Regions from separate parts of the Sus scrofa genome. Here region 2 is linked to region 1. The links are chromatin contacts, called in public HiChIP or PLAC-seq maps. All regions are on one chromosome and are shown on one strand. Each heading gives the region's core, a stretch centred on a gene start, on an enhancer-like site or on the middle of the called end of the contact. The rest is flanking DNA. Distances are from core to core; before and after follow the strand shown.

Region 1 (2,649 bases), core at 98-2,597:
GCTGGTGGAAGGGAGGAGAGGGGCTTGGAGACACGACAGGAAGCTTTCGGAAGCCTTCACCTGCACCCCCCACCAGCCCACCCAGTGCGCCCCCAGGCCCCTCTTACCAACGTGCTCAGGAAGCTGCAGGAAAGCATCATGGTCCAGGGTGTATACAAACACGCGGCCCACGAGTGGGTGCAGGGTGGTCTGCTGGATCTCGGTGCCCCCCAGCCCTGCCAGGAGACCTGTGGGGACCCACACCCCCAAACACACAGACCAGCCTCAGTCCTGGCCAAGGAATAAGCTTCCCCTTTTCACCCAGTCCCTGGTGGCCCTAAGGGACCAGAGAGACGTGTGCGAGGAGGGGGACAGCTTTGCTGGCTCCCAGGAAGGATGGGGTGGGGCCCTGGCCGAGCCACACACTTTAACCAGCGAAGAAACCCAGGCTTTAGTTTGGTTTGGATTCATGGAAGCCCCCTCACTCTTCATGTTAGGCTCCCATTGGGAGTCACAGTGGCTGGCTGGGAGGGGTGTGTGTGTGCGTGTGCATGTGTGTGTGTGTGTCTACACATGCGTGCATGTTAAGAGCACTTGGAGGAGTTCCTGGCTCAGTGGAAACGAATTTGACTAGTATCCATGAAGATGCCGCTTTGATCCCCGGCCTCGCTCAGTGGGTTAAGGATCCGGCGTTGCCATGAGCTGTGGTGTAAGCGGCAGCTGTAGCTCCGATTCGACCCCTAGCCTGGGAACCTCCATATGCTGTGGGTGCAGCCCTAAAAAAAATAATTTAAAAAAAAAAATTAGGAAAAAAAAGCACTTGGAAAAGAATGCCAAGCTGACTGTCTGGGCGCCTGGAGGGGTGGGAGGAAGAGAGGGAAGAACCCCTTGGAGGAGGCAGGTGGCCATTCTGGGGTTCCCACCCCCCTCCTTTAATAGCCGGGGGGAACAGGGCCTCCACTGGAGGCCACTAAGAGCTGAGCGAAGAGGATCCCGAGCCCCAGGGAGAGGACCTGCCCCAGCGGCCCCCGCACCCTCCCAGAGCCAGATTTAGCCTGGACTCAGAAAGAAGCCAGCCCAGCCAGCGCATTAAAGGGCCCACGACACTCTGGACCTGTGTGGTTAGGCCCGGCCTGGCCCAGGACACCCCACCCCTCCCAGGTCCCAGCTCCCCGTTCCCTGGAGCCCCCACCAGCTGTGGCATTCACACCCCAGAGTCCTTCTGCTCCTGCCTTGCCCTGACCCCCAAGCCCTCCCCTGAGGAACCTCTCACCCCCTCAACCTGGGCCTCTCCCCTGAAGAAGCCCCCAACTTGCCCACGAGGAGAGAAATCCAGATCAGCGTTGCTGCCATGGCCGCCCCAGGCTGGCCCTGCCCTGTGAGTGACAGAGACAGGAGCAGGGAGGAGGGCGGAGGGAGGAACGGGAAAGTGGCCCAGAGCAGCTGGGCCCGGCTTCAGCCCGTGGGGCCCTCCCCACCCCTTCCCAGAGTAGGCACTAAATCTAAGGCAGACACCTCCTCACATGACAAGGAGCTCCCGTCGTGGCTCAGTGGTTAACGAATCCGACTAGGAACCATGAGGTTGCGGATTCGATCCCTGGCCTCGCTCAGTGGGTTGAGGACCCGCCGTTGCCGTGAGCTGTGGTGTGGGTCACAGACGCGGCTTGGATTTGGAGTTGCTGTGGCTGTGGTGTAGGCCGGCAGCTACAGCTCCAATTCGACCTCTAGCCTGGAACCTCCATATGCCGAGGGAGCGGCCCTAGAAGAGGCAAAAAGACAAAACAAAAAACAAACAAACAAAAAAAGACAAGGTCCCTCCAATCCTCCCCTCCTCGGGGCCAGAGTATATTTTCTAAACCTCCAACCTGATGGCCTTGATCCCCCCCTTAGAACCCTAAGGGCTCCCACTGCTCTGAGTTTCCCAGCTGCTGGTGGCTTTCAGGCCCTGTCTGTTCTTGGCCATCCTATCTAGAATCCCCTTCCCTTCTTTCTTTCTTTCTTTTTTTTTTTTTTTTTTTTGTCTTTTTGCCTTTTCTAGGGCCGCTTCCCGCAGCATATGGAGGTTCCCAGGCTAGGGGTCGAATTGGAGCTGTAGCCACTGGCCTACACCACAGCTCACAGCAACACCGGATCCTTCACCCACTGAGCAAGGCCAGGGGTCAAACCCGCAACCTCATGGTTCCTAGTCGGATTCATTAACCACTGAGCCATGACGGGAACTCCCCCTTCCCTTCTTTCTAACCCCGCCCCCAACACACACACACACACACACACACACACACACACACACACACACACTACCCCAGGCTTCTGCCCAGCTCACTCTGGCACCCCACAACCTGATAAGCTCCCCTGAGTCCACATGCCTTTGCATATGCTATTCCCTCTGCCCCAAATTCCCTTCCTGCCCTCATCCAACCAGCAAACTTCTGCTCACCTCTCAAGACTCAGCAGGGGCATCCTCTCTTTTTCTGTGCTCCCTCCTTCCCTAGGCCAAGCTGGGGCTCCCTCAGCCCCATGCACAGCCCAACCACACAGAGTTGCAGACAGATTGGGATCTTATAATCTTTGCATCCCTGGGGCTGGCCCAGGGCCCAGCAACTGGTAGGTGTAGAGGGTGAAGTGACAGCTTCATGAATAGTACATGAGGGTGCCTGTTCACCCAGCCCT
Region 2 (2,649 bases), core at 109-2,608, 140 kb before region 1:
CAGCTGCTGGCCTATGCCACAGCCACAGCAATGCCAGATCTGAGCTGTATCTGCAACCTATGCCATAGCTCATGGCGATGCCAATCCTTAACCCACTGAGCTAGGCCAGGGATTGAACCTGCATCCTCATGGATGGTAGTTGGGTTTGTAGCCCACTAAGCCACAACAGTAACTCCTGTTTACTCCGTTTTTTTCATTTGACAAATATTCATTGAGCAAGTGCTCTTTTAAAACATCTTAAGTAAGGAGTTCCCTTGTGGCTCAATGGGTTAAGGATCTGGCATCGTCACTGCTGTGGAACAGGTTCAATCCCTGGCCCAGGAACCTCTGCATATCGCAAAGAAAAGAATCTTAGGACTTCCCATCGTGGCTCAATTGCTAACAAACCCATCTAGGATCCATGAGGACATGGGTTTGATCCCTGGCCTCGCTCAGTGGGTTAAGGATCCGGCATTGCCGTGAGCTGTGGGGTAGGTTGCAGATGCGGCTCGGATCCCGTTGCTGTGGCCATGGTGTAGACTGGCAGCTACGGCTCCGACTTGACCCCTAGCCTGGGAACGTCCATATGCCTCAGGTGGGCCCTAAAAAGACAAAAAACTAAAATTAAAATTAAAAAAAGAGAAGAGAATCTTATGTAAAAAGAAGACTATATGAGAGTATTTAGAATACAATCTGATTTTTGTAAAAGTGTCTGTGTACGCACATGGTAGATGTTTAGAAGGGTATTTATACATCACAATATTTATGGCTTTCCACTTTAAATGTTCCTATATTGTCTGAATTTCTTTATAAGCAGGGAAAAACAATGTGATTTTCATTGGGGGAAATAAGCATTGTAATGTGCCTAGGAGAATTGGAAGGCAGTGTGTTCAAAGTCACTGCTCCATGTGCTCTCACACATGTGCCTGTGGGACCTATTAAAATGCTGATTTGATAGATTTCTGCTGGGACTGAGATTCTGCCTTTTTCTAACAAGTTCCCAGATGATGCATTGGCAGCCGGTCCGAGGACTGTACTCTGAGGAGCCAGGCTTTAAAACAGCCCTGGATTTGGATTTAGGGCTGTGAGTTGGAATCCTGATTCTACCCTGTGGTGTAGTTCAGCCTTGGGGAAGGCGGTGGACTAGATCTGTCATTGTTAGGACTTCCTCCTTGGAGAGTGAACCATCTGTGGGTGCTGAAAAGGGCCTATAAACCAAGCTTTTCAAGCCACACCACTTGCCTTTTCATGTGAGATGCACTGCTGGCCTCTGTGGGGTACGTCCAGAGCCTCCATACTGGCAAGAAGGGTCCTTGCTATTGTCCTCTCCATGGGTCTCCCTCCCTCTGTGTCCCTCCAGTCCCTCTTCCTTCCAGGCGATGGCAGCAGAGGACAAGGAGTCCCAGAGGGCAAGCTGCCCAGCAACCAAGGGAGTCAAGTGGGCATTAGGCCATGTCCTTTTGAATGGTTACAAGGTGAACGGTGCCAGCTGTTTCATGAGTTTTATTTGTTTAGGATTTAGGCTCCAACATTTTTTCCCCAGCATTATTCTAAGTGGAAGAATTCAGTATTAAAAAATAGACAAAGCCATGCAGAGATCTTACCCGGCACCTGAGCTGCCTGTGGATTTGAGATCTGGCGGGAGGCAGGGGGCATGGCCATATGCTGAGGGCTGGGGGCTTGTTTTTGAATTCTAGCCTCATAGTCGTGGAGGTTATCACCCCATTTTACATATGTGGAAGCAGATGCAGTGAGGCCAGCATGGGGACTTGTTCTAAGTGGCAGAACTGGGACCCTTCCTGCACATCCCTCTGCCTCCTTTGGGTGACACAATTTTCATTTTCTGGCCCATTTTCATTTTTTACCCCCCTTTGCAGAGAGAAGGGTTTGCTTGTTTCCTTGAGATTAAACCCTTCAGAATGTAGTAAAGTGACCCGGGACCACAGTGTTGCCCAGGACAGTTGTTTAGGCCCAGACTCTAAGTCACAAATGGGTATGTGCTAAACCACATCAAAGGCTGGAGTTATCAGGAAAACTGAATCCACTGGTTCAGTCCTGTTATTTTCTTTTTTGTCTTTTTAGGGCTGCACCTGAGGCATATGGAGGTTCCCAGGCTAGGGGTCTAATCAGAGCTGTAGCCGCCAGCCTACGCCACAGCCACAGCAATGCCAGATCTGAGCCACGTCTGCAACCTACACTACAACTCATGGCAACGCCGGATCCCCGACCCACTGAGCAAGGCCAGGGATCGAACCTTTGTCTTCATGGATACTAGTCATATTCATTTCCACTGAGCCACAACGGGAACTCCCAGTCCTATTATTTTCTGAAGATCTCCTCCACTGCAGCCACGCCGGCCTCCTCAATGTCCGCCAACACTCCCGATGCGATCCTACTGCTGGCTTTCGGCACCTGCTGTTCCCTCTTCCTGGAACAAGTTTCCTTGATATCAACAAAGGTCGCTTATTTGCCTCCTTCAAGTCTTTGCTCAAATGACTCTTCAAAGGGCTCCCCTGGCCTCCCTGCTTTTGGTTGTATCCATTCTGCCCCACAGCCCTATTCCCCTTGCCCTGTTTTTTTTTTTCCATAGCAGTCCTCACCCTCTAGAACACTCTACAACTGATGAGGCATTATGCTATTTATTTATTTATATGCTTACTACTACTATGT

The links. HiChIP or PLAC-seq counts read pairs in DNA pulled down with a chosen protein or histone mark.
Region 2: a contact with region 1 is called in an H3K27ac HiChIP or PLAC-seq map of alveolar macrophages. The contact joins the enhancer-like site here to the promoter of SGCA in region 1. A contact is called at or near these places in 14 of 47 Hi-C or Micro-C datasets (alveolar macrophages, embryonic fibroblasts, epiblast stem cells and 8 more) and 2 of 2 datasets of contacts at active chromatin or transcription factors (alveolar macrophages and skeletal muscle).

What each region holds. Positions count from the first base shown.
Region 1 is chr12:26,355,492-26,358,140 of Sscrofa11.1, reverse strand. SGCA (sarcoglycan alpha) reads right to left here and starts at 1,347. Exons shown (of 10, transcript NM_001144122.1): 1 at 1,296-1,347; 2 at 108-227; 3 at 1. The coding sequence starts at 1,332.
Region 2 is chr12:26,500,125-26,502,773 of Sscrofa11.1, reverse strand. No RefSeq gene overlaps it. Among named protein-coding and RNA genes, the nearest start is that of TMEM92, 35 kb to the right of the region's middle. Within about 2 kb of position 1,358, at least 6 of the 83 cell types and tissues checked have an H3K27ac peak or open chromatin away from gene starts, as enhancers often do. A contact at or near this core is called in alveolar macrophages, where this site is marked.